2 separate regions of the Mus musculus genome follow, and region 2 is linked to region 1. The links are chromatin contacts, called in public promoter capture Hi-C maps. All regions are on one chromosome and are shown on one strand. The core of a region is the stretch at or near the end of the contact, and the rest is flanking DNA. Distances in the headings are between cores, read along the strand shown.

What was found. Capture Hi-C pulls out chosen DNA fragments and counts their contacts.
Region 2: a contact with region 1 is called in a promoter capture Hi-C map of adipose tissue, with 2.3 times the contacts expected there. A contact is called at or near these places in 2 of 39 promoter capture datasets (cranial neural crest and erythroid cells), 2 of 130 datasets of targeted methods (the SCID.adh cell line and memory CD8 T cells) and 1 of 9 other capture datasets (adipose tissue).

The regions. Positions count from the first base shown.
Region 1 is chr19:6,938,439-6,945,078 of GRCm38.p6, forward strand. Bad (BCL2-associated agonist of cell death) reads left to right here and starts at 4,124. Exons shown (of 4, transcript NM_001285453.1): 1 at 4,124-4,186; 2 at 4,429-4,608. The coding sequence starts at 4,437. Gpr137 (G protein-coupled receptor 137) reads right to left here and starts at 2,755. Exons shown (of 7, transcript NM_207220.3): 1 at 2,045-2,755; 2 at 1,914-1,963; 3 at 1,091-1,316; 4 at 823-972; 5 at 574-702; 6 at 318-436; 7 at 1-91. The coding sequence starts at 2,401. It also overlaps the pseudogene Gm19053.
Region 2 is chr19:7,492,388-7,499,233 of GRCm38.p6, forward strand. It overlaps Atl3 (atlastin GTPase 3), which reads left to right and starts at 2,051. Exons shown (of 13, transcript NM_146091.4): 1 at 2,051-2,274. The coding sequence starts at 2,229. It overlaps Gm52401 (a long non-coding RNA gene), which reads right to left and starts at 1,407. Exons shown (of 2, transcript XR_003952920.1): 1 at 1,230-1,407; 2 at 407-660.

The DNA.
Region 1 (6,640 bases), core at 2,874-5,373:
AGGAGTGGTCCTCGTCTGGCTGGCCCCTCCCCAGCCTGGCTCACGTCCGATGGCACCATACCAACTGCCAGAGCCCAGGCTGCCGGACATGCTGCGGGCAGAGAAACAAGGTGAGTCCCAGGCAGTGCCCAGGGCCACATTCTTGAGATGGGAGAGGCTGAGAAACAGAGAGCCCTAGGTCAAAGGGCAAACTGCTTTTGTGGGCAGGGGTGGGCACTGGGAATTCAGAGGGGTTTCACTCAGAACAGACTGGTTCCCATTGCCTCGTGGAGGCAGGCTGGATCTCGAGGCACTTCAGGCAGGGTAGAGGCGCCTACCTGGTGCTCTCACTCCGGCTATGCTCCCAGGAGCAGCCCTCATCCTCACAGTGGCCAGCCCGGTCAAAGAAGTAGGATCGGGAGCCAAAAACCTGCCCATTGAGGATTCGACTGGTGCTCTGTAAGGTATGGGGAAAGAAGTCGGTACTATGGATATTTTCTTCTGCTGCCGTAACTGTCCCAGGACCCCAGACCAGAATTCCCAGGGTCCAGCCCTCTATACTGGACCAAGAGGTGGTTGGGGGGGGGTCCCTACCAGATCCTGTGGGGGCCGGTGTACCCGGAAGAAGCCCACCAGCAATGTGGTGGGCAGCAGTTCCCAAACGAAGAGGATGAGACCAAACACCAGGTAGCCTTTGTTCCCTAGGTCATTCACCAGATCTGCCTGGGGAAAAGCAGGGGCTGAGGACATTCTGCCACCACAGAGGCTGCTGGCAGGGCCCTGGCCAGCTGGAGGCTAGTTATTATAGTTACCAAAGAAGGGACAAACAGGACCAATGCCTACCTGGTCAGATACGTTGTACCAGTCGTAATCGAAGGCATCTAGCCGGCTCCGAGGGGCCAAGGCCAGAGCTGCCAGGTTGTAACAGGCCCGGCTGGCATAGAGAAGGACCATGGCACCCCCTATAGCAGCTGCCTGACACACGCTGGTCCCCTGGCAGAGATGACAATAGAGGATCTTCATGGAGAGGAGGGCTCCTATATTCCTTTACATCCTAAAGAACTCTGTCCAAGGACCCCCAAGGGTGCTACATCAAGGTTGGTGGCTCTACCTTGGCCTCTAAGTAGATGCTGGTGGAAGGGGCTCGACGGGCCACAAGGCAGAGGCAGGCAGCAAGCGAGAGGGCACAGATGACGAAGAGAGAGTCGCTCACCAGGACACGTACCAGCAGAAGGACCCAGGGCTGTGCCTGGCGCTGGCGAGACAGCACTGCACACAGTACATTCACCAGCAAAAAGAGCAGTGAAGCACCCACGAAGGCCCCTCGGACAGCCAGCCTGCAGCCCACAGCAAAGTCAGCCCCAGACCACGGATCCCCTCGGCCCTCACCAGCAACCCTGACTCCTCAGGAGACCCCAGGGTCAGTTAGAACTCAGATGGCCACACCTAAACTCTGCTCATCTCTTTCTGCAGATGAGGAAACTGAGGGGGTGATTGAGAGCTACAGCATCATAGGAGCACCGGGTCAAACATCTGTTCCTGAGTGGGCCTCATTCCAGCTGTGTGACCTTGAACATGGTGCTTTGTCTAACTGGGCCTCAGTTATCCTCTCAAATGACGATAGGAATAGCACCTCAGGTGAGATGTGAAATATCTTTATAAACTAGAAGGCACTGTGTAAGGACAGGGGTGTTGCAGCCAAGGTCACTAAAAGTGCAGCAGGACTTCATGCATTCCATGGGTTGGAGCCTCCATCTTTCTCCACCACAGGTGATATTGATGGTCTCTCTCCCCTGACACTATCATAGATGTCTGTATCAGACGCTTCAGGTTTCTCAAGCTCTATCACAAATACTTCTGAGGTTCCTCCTGTCTCAACCCTGCTGGGTGGGCTTCCTCCCTGCCACTGACCCATTGACATCTCCAGTACTTACAAGCCTCGGCTCATCTCTGGCCGACGCTTCGCCTTGGCCTTGAACACCACCTGGGAGCAGAGATACCCCATCACTCCTTTGGACCATTGAGATTGCCCTCCTACTCCCACCACACCGGTTCCCGTGGTTACCTGCACAAAGTAGAGGTTCATAAGCGTCAGTGTGAAGAACTGCAGGCAGACAGGGCAGCAATAGAGAAGCCAAAAAGGCAAGGGCCCCAGGCGGTTGGCCCTGGGAGTATCTCGGAAGTAGAAGGAGAAAAGTGTGGTACGCAAGGCTGCCCAGAGCAGACAGAGCGCCAGGAATACTGTCTGATAGCTGAGGCGCTTGTGCCCATACAGAAGCACCAGCCAGAGCTGGGCATAGACAGAGAAGAAGAGCAGAGCATATAGGGCAGTGTAGGCAGCGGTCAGCCCCAGGGTCACTGTAGGCGGCAGTGCAGGTACCAGCCCAGCTGCAGGCACCAGACCAGACAGGTTACTCTCCATGTCAAGGAGGGAGGCCTGAAACCCGGAGACAGAGATAGAGGGCTGGCCAGAAGCCAGGGAAATAAATACGGAGGGGTGGGACCTGCAATAGGTGGTGAGACCTGGAAACTCTGGAAAAAAGAAGTTGAGGTTGTCAGGCCTTTCCTTCTCAGCAGAGTCGGGCGTGGGGGTGGGGGTGGGGGTGGGCACGGGTAACCTGGGCCCTGGGCCCTAGACCCGTCACTCTGGAGTGTATAAAGTGGTCTTTCCTACCCAGGGCAAATGAAATGGGGGTTGGGGGTGTCCCTCCCTGGGCCAGCCCCAGAGCCAAGATGCGAGGATGCAGTGGCACAGAGTCCCTGGCCTTGGTTGCTCGTGTCCGGCTGGCAGGAGGGGGAGAGCCGGCCGATGCCCGTCAGCTTAGGACAGCGGCCGCTGCGGGGGCGCCCAACGCCCCGCTCTCCCCCTCCCCAAGCTTGGTTCCTCTTTCCCCTCCAATAATCCGGATTGGGAGGCTTCTTCCTCTGTCCTCAAGATTCCAGACGTGTTCCCCCACCGCGTCCACCCTCAGCCCCGGTGAATAAGAGGAAGTCGATGTCAGGTCTCAGGCCGCTGCGGGGTAAGCGGGATCCGGTCGCCGGGACACCGGGCTCCAGCTCCCCGGCTCCCTCTGCTCCGCCCCACTCCTGCGCCTGCGCGGACGTCCGTTCGCTACGTAAACTGCGTAGCGACCGGCAGGGACTCCGAAGCCATGCGCCGCGCCCGGCGTGCATCTCTTCGAGAATCGCCGCAAGGTGCGCTGCCGGCGGGTGTCCCGGGTTACGGATGGCGGCGGGCGGCCGAGAGTAGAGCAGGCCGCACGCAGCAAGCACCTGGGCTACCAGTGCCATGGACCGCCAGCTCTTAATGTTTGGGGACTACCATTTCCCACGCTTAGATTCCCAAATCCACATCGCGTTCGGCGTGCCCATATGGGGGGCGGCAACGACTTCCCCGCACAGGGTCACTGAAGGAAACTTCCGCCCACAACCAAGATGGTACCCGGACCCCGCCCCCTAGCTTCTGTCTGCAGGCCCCGCGCTCCGGCCCGGGGCAGCGTACGCACACCTATCCTGGCAGCAGAGGCCCCTGGAGCCCCACGGCTCGCCTTCCTGGGCGCCCCGTCCCTTCTTCCGCACCCGGGCGGCCATCCTGCCGTAAAGGAGCTCCCGAAATGGCGCGGGGGGTTGTCCCCAAGACGGGCAGTGCAAGGCCTCCACGATCGGGAAGAAGGAGCTGGTCTTCCCATCCCGGTCACTCGGTCCAGGGGGAGCAATAACCATCGCAACGACCATTGCATCCGACGGCCGAGCTTCAGTGAACGGCTCTATAAGTAATCACTAAGCTGTTTACAGAGTTTTCACCAGCTCCCCAGGGAGGTGTCATTAACCCCATTTTACAGGAGGGAATTCGGGCCCAGAAGGGCTGGAGGACTTATCAGCCGAAGCAGGCCTCCAGGATCCAAATGGGAACCCCAAAGCAGCCCTCGCTGGCTCCTGCACACGCCCTAGGCTTGAGGAAGTCCGATCCCGGAATCCGGAGCCTGGGGAGCGACGCGGGAGGAAGGCGGTGGAGACCAGCAGGTCGGCGCAGGGGTGGGACCTGGCTTGGGGTGGCCCCGCCTCCAGGCCGACCCGGGATTTACTTCGAAAACTGATTGGGTCAGATCTGTGACAGTTCTCGTCGCCCAGGAAACTAGGGCCGGGCGCCCTTAGAACTGGAGGGAGGAGGCAGGCCCGGGTCAGGGGCCTCGAGATCGGGCTTGGGGTGAGACCTATTCCCGGTCCTAACGGGCAGGGGGAGCGCACTAGTGTCTGGACAGAGCTCTGAAGAGAGATTTAATATTCGGGCGACAGCCAGGCAGACTGAGCAGACAAATGAGGGATTGGGAAGATTTGGGGAGTTGAGCTACCGTGGTGGGAGAGGGAGACAGGAGTACCTCTCCTCTGCTTCTCATAAACACTGTTTGCCTAGCTGTGTAGTGAGTACTTCTTACCTTGTCTCTACAGCCCAGAGTATGTTCCAGATCCCAGAGTTTGAGCCGAGTGAGCAGGAAGACGCTAGTGCTACAGATAGGGGCCTGGGCCCTAGCCTCACTGAGGACCAGCCAGGTCCCTACCTGGCCCCAGGTCTCCTGGGGAGCAACATTCATCAGCAGGGACGGGCAGCCACCAACAGTCATCATGGAGGTAGGTTCCTCACTACCATTATCTGCCTGTCCCATGCCCCCTGACTCTCAGGTGCCCCTTACGTTGCTGTTGCAGCCATACTTCCTAAAGATTCTTGGGAAGCCCCAGATAGCTCCTTTCATCAGATTGCTTCTTCTACAAACCATCACTGGGCTAATTCACAGAGATGTATGGTATGCCCTTAATGATTAAGCTGACTCACTGAATGCTGAAAACAGACCCCCTTATTATGTCCCCAAGATCAGTGGGAGGTAAGCAGAGCCCCAAAGAAGTGACTTTTCTCTTTATTTATTTATTTATTCATTTATTTATTGTATGTGAGTACACTGTAGCTGTCTTCAGAAGAGGGCATCAGATCCCATTACAGATGGTTGTGAGCCACCATGTGGTTGCTGGGAATTGAACTCAGTACCTCTGGAAGAGGAGTCAGTGCTCTTAACCACTGAGCCATCTCTCCAGCCCAAGAAGTGGCCAGTAGGTCCGTTCGTTCGTTCGTTCTTTCTTTCTTTCTTTCTTTCTTTCTTTTTTTAAAATGATTATTTTTTGGTTTTTCAAGACAGGGTTTCTCTGTGTAGCTCTGGCTATCTTGGAACTCACTCCTACAGAAAAACCAATAAATAAATAATAATAATAAAAACTAATAAAAAAGGAAGAAGAAAGCTGAAGGTTAAAAGAAGGGATGGGGGAGGGGACTGGAAAAATGGCTCAGTGGTTCAGAGCATTTACTACCAGGCTGGCCTTGAACTCAGAAATCCTCATGTCTCTGCCTCCCAAGTGCTGGGATCAAAGGCGTGCACCACCGCCGCCCAGCTCAGTAGGTTCTTTCTTACTCTATGGCTCGCCTTCAGCCCGACTATTCTTGCCCAGATGGGACAGGCAGGTGACCCTAAGTGACAAACAAGAGCCGTGTGAAGCTGGAAAGTGTGAGTGAGTGCCAAGATGGAAGGAGAGGCCTTGGAGATACTGGTTATACTCCCCACTTCCCATTGCTGACCCTGTATAGCCAGAGAAATCTGAGCTCAACCAGGTTTGTCACTGGCTCCATAGAACTTAACTTATCCCTACCCCCTCATGTATCCCTGGACTGTCTCAAACTTCTATACAGCTGAGACTAGCCTTGAACTCCTGATCCTCCAGCCTCTACCTACCAAGTACTAGGATCACAGGTCACCATGCCTGGCACTCCACTTCCTTTTTTAAATTATTTGTATATGTATGCCCGTGTAAAATGCACATGTGCAAGTGCAGGCTTGGAGTCCAGAAGAGGGTGTTGGATCCCCTAGAGCTGGGGTTACAGGGGGCTGGTGAGATGGCTCAGTGGGTAAGAGCACCCGACTGTTCTTCCGAAGGTCCAGAGTTCAAATCCCAGCAACCACATGGCTCACAACCATCCGTAACGAGATCTGACTCCCTCTTCTGGAGTGTCTGAAGACAGCTAAAGTGTACTTACATATAAATAAATCTTTAAAAAAAAAAAAAAAAGCTGGAGTTACAGGTGGTTGCTGGGAACTGAACTCACATCCTGTGCAAGAGCAATAAATGCTCTGAACCACTGAGCCATTTTTCCAGTCCCCTCCCCCCATCCCTTCTTTTAACCTTCAGCTTTCTTATTCCTTTTTTATTAGTTTTTATTATTATTAATTTTTGGTTTTTCAGGACAGGGTTTCTCTGTATAGCCTTAGCTGTCCTGGATTACTGTGCTCAACCAGGATGGCCTCAAACTCAAGAGATCCGCCTCTGCCTCTCAAGTGCTGGGATTAAAGATGTACACCACCACTGCTGGGCATATCTCCAGATTTCTTTTTCTTTCCTTTTTTAAAAAAGTTAATTAATTAGTTAATTAATTAACTTGTTTACTTAATGTGAGAACATTGTGGCTGTCTTCAGACACACCAGAAGAGGGCATCAGATTCCATTATACAGGGTTGTGAGCCACCATGTGGTTGCTGGGAATTGAACTCAGGACCTCTGAAAGAACAGCCAGTGCTCTGAACCCCTGAGCTGTCTTTCCAGCCCCACGGATCAAGTTCCC
Region 2 (6,846 bases), core at 801-3,300, 550 kb after region 1:
GTTGGTTCTGGGGAAGAGAGGAGGGGAAAGATGGGGGCGTGGGGGAGCTGAGGGAGGAGAAATTGCAGTTGGATGTAATGTAGAATAAAAAATAAAAATTAAAAAACAATACTTTAGAAAAGGGGACTGGAGAATGCTAGGATGTGTGGGCGATTTTAAATTCTTACACAATAATATTTGCAGTTGTGACAAAGTCATTGCCCTTTGGCTCTCCTCTTTGAGCATGTAACAAAATGGGTTTGTGTCATGTCTTCTTGAACTAATCTCTTCCCCTAATGTTTACTTCTAGTTTCTTGCTGGACCAGGTTGGCCTATGCTGTGTTACTTTTTCTTGGGAGAGAGAAACAATGGCCTAGTCATTCTGGGGTAAGGGCACTGACAGACCAAAGAAAGAATTCTATCCAAGTTCAGCTTGGTGAACCATTGAGTTTATTGAGGCCACTTATAGGTACACGGGTGACTCAAAGGCAGTTACATCACCAGGAAGTCCCTTGGGCAGTTTATAGGCAACTATACAAATTAAAAATCTCACCTGGAGCGTGGGTGATTCACAAAGAACCTGCACTCCTGATGAGTTCCATGGGCAGCTTCAGTAATGGAAGAGTCCTTCTGGTCAATTTGCTCTTGGATATACACCTTCCTCCAATGAGTCTCCTGTGGCTGATTCAAGACAGCAATGGTCATGTCCACCTTAGAAGAAACAACTACACAATAGCCTAGAAGATCTAATTTGGTTTAAATCTAAAAGCTAGAAGAGAGTTTCCTAACAGTCTTGAGAGTTTGGGGGGTAAAGGGGCTCAAAGAGGGGTTAAAGAAGTGTAAACAGGATTTCTTTAGGTAGGCTACGAATAATTTTTACCTCATAACCTTTGGCATAATTGCTCAGGAAGTAAAGATAGCTGAAAGGCTTGGCAGGGTGTAGAGATAGAGGGAAGTTCAGGGTAGGCCGAAGGAATAAAGAAAACATTTGCTGAATGAACGAAACAATGGTGAGGAAAAATCAAGTCACTGGGGTGACACTACCTCCATCTATAGGATTTGTTAGAAAACAGTATTTAGTTGTGGCAAATTGTATTTTCACAATATGTCAAGTATGAATAAAAGCATTTCCCAACAACTTCCTTTTGTAAAGTAACTTTGAATCACGGTCCTAGAAGTCTAAAGTTTACAAAAGGTGGGTCATGGCTCAGAATAGTCTGAGGTCGCGCGAAAATGAGACAGAGACTCACTATGTAGTTCAGGAAGGTATTGAACACCTGATCCTCCTCTCCTGGTCTCCAGTACTGGGATTACCAGCGTGCCACCCGGAGCCTGACTTAGTAAGGTCTTACTTTAGCTTTTTGTTTGTTTGTTTTGTTTTGTTTTTTTGTTTTTCGAGACAGGGTTTCTCTGTGTATCCCTGGCTGTCCAGGAACTCACTTTGTAGACCAGGCTGGCCTCGAACTCAGAAATCCTCCTGCCTCTGCCTCCCAAGTGCTGGGATTAAAGGCGTGCGCCACCACGACCGGCGTTACTTTAGCTTTTAGTAAGCCTTGGTCAGATCAGAGATTAGGGGTGATGGTGATGATAATGAAGTCACGATGGTCTGTCCTTGTGAAGTCAAAGTCGAAGCGTTCGCGTCATCATGTTAATTCTTTCATACCACCACCTGTAGTCCTGGCCAGCGAGGAACACCAGAGCCCAGCACGCGGGCCGGGTGGGGGCTCCCGGCGGGAACCGGGTGGCCAAAGCCCGGCCCTGGTCCCCGGGTTAGGCGCCGGGCAGGGTCTTCCGAGAGCCCTCCTCATTTTTTTCCCTTTGCAAGGCCTAATGGGAGTTGTAGTTCAGCGGTAGGAAGACCCACTCGGCCCAGTCCTGTCCTCCGTTTCCTCTACGCCCCGGATGAGGGCGAACACCCGGGTCAGAGGGGCCGGGCCCAAGAAAACGCCGAACTACAATTCCCGATGGACCCGACATTCCAGTACGCAGTCACAGGTACCCGCGGCACGATCCCCGCTCCGGCGCACGCGCACCGAACGGTGGCGGGACTCGGCCGCGTGCGCTTTCCCGCCCTCGTCACGCCCTGCGCCATCGGCAGGGCTGTCTCCTGAGCTGTAGGCTTTCTCCGCGCGCCCCTCCTTCTCGGTTTCTCCCCAAGTCCAGGCTCCGCCTGTTTCCCTCCTCCAGGGCAGCCTCAACCCGCTCCTGTCTTCTCTGCCTCTGCTACTTCTGCTGAAGGAGGAGGCTCCATGTTGTCCCCTCAGCGAACTGCAGCGGTGGCATCGAGAGGAGCAGGTGAGGCGTCCAATTTTCCCGGGACCCGGTCCGTGGTTACCCACGCTGCCTCCCAGTGCTTCGGCTCCGAGGTGACAAGCCGTCCCTGCCGCCGCCTTTTTTGGTGTGGCGACGGGAGGCCGCACCGCCGGGTGTCTCGGCTCGGAATTCAGGGCCGGGGCTCCTGGAGCGGGGAACGTTCCCAGTCTCCGCCGGGAGCCCGCGGCCTCCTGCGGCCTGGTGTTCTGGCCCGTCGAGCTCCGCCCTGTGCTGGGCAGGGCGTGCCGGGCGGTGGCGCGCTCCGGGTCGGGAAGCGAGGTTGGCGGTCCGTCTTAACGGGCCGGGATCGGCGGAAGGCTTTATTGTTGAGCCTTAAAGTGCTGGAATGCTGCGGTGCAGCCTTGGAGTTGAAAGGTTTTATTTTAAACGAAAAGACCTTGAGATACTGACAAGTATTAGTAAAGTTCGTTTTCCACCCGCGCTTATCTCCATGTTTGGTGATAAAAGAATTGGCCTAAATTTGGTTGTTTTGTTTTGCAAGTTTTTTGTTTTGTTTTTTTTTTTTTTAAAGTAAGTTTGGTTCCTTTGGCTTTGCCGGAGACATAAAATGAGGTGGTAAAAGTACTAAATGAAAACCAAATAGTCCCTCCGTAAATTCATGGATGCAGTTTCGCCTGTCATTTTACCTGGCACTGTGCTTGTTTAATGGGTATGGCCCTGAAATGATTGCAAGTTTCAGTTGCGAAATCTAAAGGAAAAAAAAAAGAAGAGTCAACAGTAGTGTTTGAAGAATTTTTTAGCAAACCCCAGTCTTCAAATTTGAGTACGAAGTGGAATGTTTTGCAAAAGGTGAAGAAAAAAAAAAAAAAAAAAAAAAAAACCCCTAGCAGTCTAAAACGTCATGGTTCTCAGTTTTGTTTTGGAGAAGTGGAGTTAAGTAAAACCTACGTTAAGGATTTGTACTCTATGTCAGTATTCAGCTTACATACAAACTGCAACATCAAATGAGGGCTGTTTTGCTTCCTACGAAAACCAGCTTGTATTCTAGAAATTCCTGTGCAGCTTTTACATGCGTGAGGGGATGTATGGGTGAAAAACATTTTCACCTAGTGAAGCATAAGGCCAATACCAACATTGTTTTATTTTCGGTAGTTTACTGTCTTTTGTAATAGTCATAACCATAAGAAAAACAGTTGAGGGGTGGTGGTGGCGCACGCCTTTAATCCCTGCTCTTGGGAGGCAGAGACAGGTGGATTTCTCAGTTCAAAGCCAGCCTGGTCTACAGAGCGAGTTCCAGGACAGCCAAGGCTACACAGAAAAACCTTGTCTGGGTTCGGGGGAACAAAATGAACCAAACTAAATAACAAAACAAGTCACCCCCTGAAAACAAACAAACCCACAAACAATAACAAAACAAAACAGAAGAGGGAGGTGTGGTTGTATGCCATAATAATTTTCTTAGTGTTTAGTAAGGAAGAACAGTTTGGTTTGTGCTGCTAGGGATTGAATGCAGTTTTGTGCTTTTATAGCCCTTAACCCTAGTTTTTAGGGCTCCTCTCAACAGTGTTAAAAAAAAAAAAAAAAAAAAAAAAAAAAGTCATGGTTCTCACAGTGAGACCCTGTCTGGAAAAAAAAACTAAAAAAATAAAAACTGGATCTCACTGTGTAGCCATGGTTGGTCTGGAACTTCTTTTTTTTTTTTTTTTTTTTAAAGATTTATTTATTTATTTATTATATGGAAGTACATTATAGCTGTCTTCAGACACTCCAGAAGAGGGAGTCAGATCTCATTACGGATGGTTGTGAGCCACAATGTGGTTGCTGGGATTTGAACTCTGGACCTTCGGAAGAGCAGTCGGGTGCTCTTACCCACTGAGCCATCTCACCAGCCCCTGGAACTTCTTTTGAAGATGAACTTATGGAGATCTGACTACCTCTTCCTAGTTTTCAGATACCCACTATTCTTAGCACAACTTATAGATCCTGATTTTATTTATTCAGGGGCCAGGAAACAGTGAAAAAGAAAATCCTCATTTTGCATATTTATAATAAAATTTCTCCAATGGTAGGTGTATGCATTTGAATAATTTATTTGATAGAAAATAAACATTTGTTAGCTATTAGTATTTATGTTGAAATATTTTTTACAAATTAAAAATGTTTTTATTTAAATTTCTTTTGCTAGAGCATGCTAGATGTATCTCACAGCTAAAAGTATGTTATAAATAAAGTGATAGGCTTTACTCATATAGTAAGCAAGCAAAGGATTGGAGTAAGGGCATGGTTATCTGAAATGGTGAATCTAAGCTGAGTAAATATTGCCAATTAAGATATTCTTGTTTTTAAGCACCTTCCCTCTAAAAGAAACCTTTCTTTAAGCTCGATGAGGTGGCCCACATTTGTAATCCCAGTATTTGGGAGGTGAGACAGAATTGGCATGGATTTGGTGCCAGGCTAGACTACATAGTGAGTTCCAGGACAGCTTGAGCTACAGAATGCGACCCTGTCTCAAAAAAAAAAAAAAAAAAAAAAAGATAAATCCAAACAACAACAAAGAAACCAAAACCAGACTAAAACAAGAAGAAACTAAGAAATAAAACAAGAAAGGTTTATTTAACTGTAACTTGACTAATTGAAACATCCAGATTAGATTTCCTGTGTTTAGGAAAGAGGCAAGTACAACCACTCTATTCAGAAGCAGGCACATCTCTGAGTTCAAGGCCAGACAGCACTACACAGAGAAACCCTATCTTGAGTAAAACAAACACAACAGCAGCAACAAAAAACAAAACGAAAGAAATTTGTCTCCCCCCATCCCCCACCCCCCAGCCCCCTGGGACTGGAGAGATGATGGTTTAGTGAGTTAGAGGGTTTACTGCTCATGTAGAGAATAGATTTGGTTCTCTGCACCACAGCCCAGTCTGTACCTTCTGCTACAAGGGGTCAGTTGTTACCTTTTGGCCTCCTTGGGCTTCTGCATGTGTGTACTGCTCATAAATTCGAGAGAGTACACACATATATGCATTAAAAAAAAAAAACATAGCCAGGTAGTAGCACACACATTTAATCCCAGGACTTGGGTGGCACAGGCATGTACCTCTCTGAGGCCAGCCCGGTCTACAGAGCAAATTCCAAGACAGCCAGCATTACACAGAAAAAAAACCTGCCTTGAACAACCCCCCTCCCTGAATTTTTTTTTTCTCTAGCTGATAAAAGGCTGAATAGTTTTTATTTTTGTTTTAAGATGAAGGACTTTGTGTTGCCTAGGCTGTCTTTGAACTATAGATTCAAGAAATCCCCATCTCAGCATCTTGAATAGCTGTGACTGCTGGTATATACCATCTCACCTAACTTTTGATTTAAGTTTTAGATTCAGACCTGTCTTTTCTTTTTTTTAAAGATTTATTTATTTTATATTTATATGAGTACACTGCAGCTGTCTTCAGACACACTAGAAGAGTATGTCTGACTGTACAGTACACTGACTGCTCGTCCACAGGTCCTGAGTTCAATTCCCAGCAACCACATGGTGGCTCACAGCCATCTGTAATGGAATCTGATGCACACTCTTCTGGTGTGTCTGAAGACAGCAACAGTGCACTCACATACATAAAATAAATACATCTCTTTTTTTGTTTTGTTTTGTTTTTCAAGACAGGGTTTCTCTGTGTAGACCAGGCTGGCCTCGAACTCAGAAATCCGCCTGCCTCCGCCTCCGCCTCTGCCTCCCAAGTTCTGGGATCAAAGGCGTGCGCCACCATGCCCCGGCTTAAATACTTCTTTTTTTTAAAAACCCATAGCACATTAGATGTTTCTGTTTGCAGGTAGAACAGTTTTGTTTAGCATCTTATGCTAAAGCACAACGATTGTAAATGAATTGGGAAAAGCTTCCCTCCTCAGTGCTTTAACTAGAATACGCATTTCCCCAGTGTTCTGGTGGTTGGGTTTGAGCAGCTTCATGGGAACAAGCTTTTCTGTGTATCTCCTGGCACACTTTTTGCCTTAAGGGAAAGTGCAACATAGAAGCCAGAAAGAACAACATGCTGTAGTTATGAAGTCTGGAGAGGACTTCTTTTTTTTTTTTTTTTAAGATTTATTTATTATATGTAAGTACACTGTAGCTGTCTTCAGAGACTTCAGAAGAGGGAGTCAGATCTCATTACAGATGGTTGTGAGCCACCATGTGGTTGCTGGGATTTGAACTCAGGACCTTCAGAAGAACAGTCAGCACTCTTAACCACTGAGCCATCTCGCCAGCCCTGGAGAGGACTTCTTAGCATACTTCCTTTGTCTCTGATGTTTTCTCTGGCTTTGTGAATTAAAGACTTTGTGCTTTAAGGACTGCCAGCAAAGGCAAACATGGAAATGGTATGCTTCTTTTTGGGTGTGTTGCTCTTGCCCTTTAGAGAATATGTTATTTCAGAAGGGGACTGGAAAACTCAGGTCATAACTTCACCATGAGTCATATAGTCTACTTTGTAACTTTGTTCCTGTGCTTTTAAGAATCCTCTGGAGGGGCTGGAGAGATGGCTCAGCAGTTAAGAGCACTGGCTGCGTGCTCTTCCAGAGGTCCTGAGTTCAATTCCCAGTAAC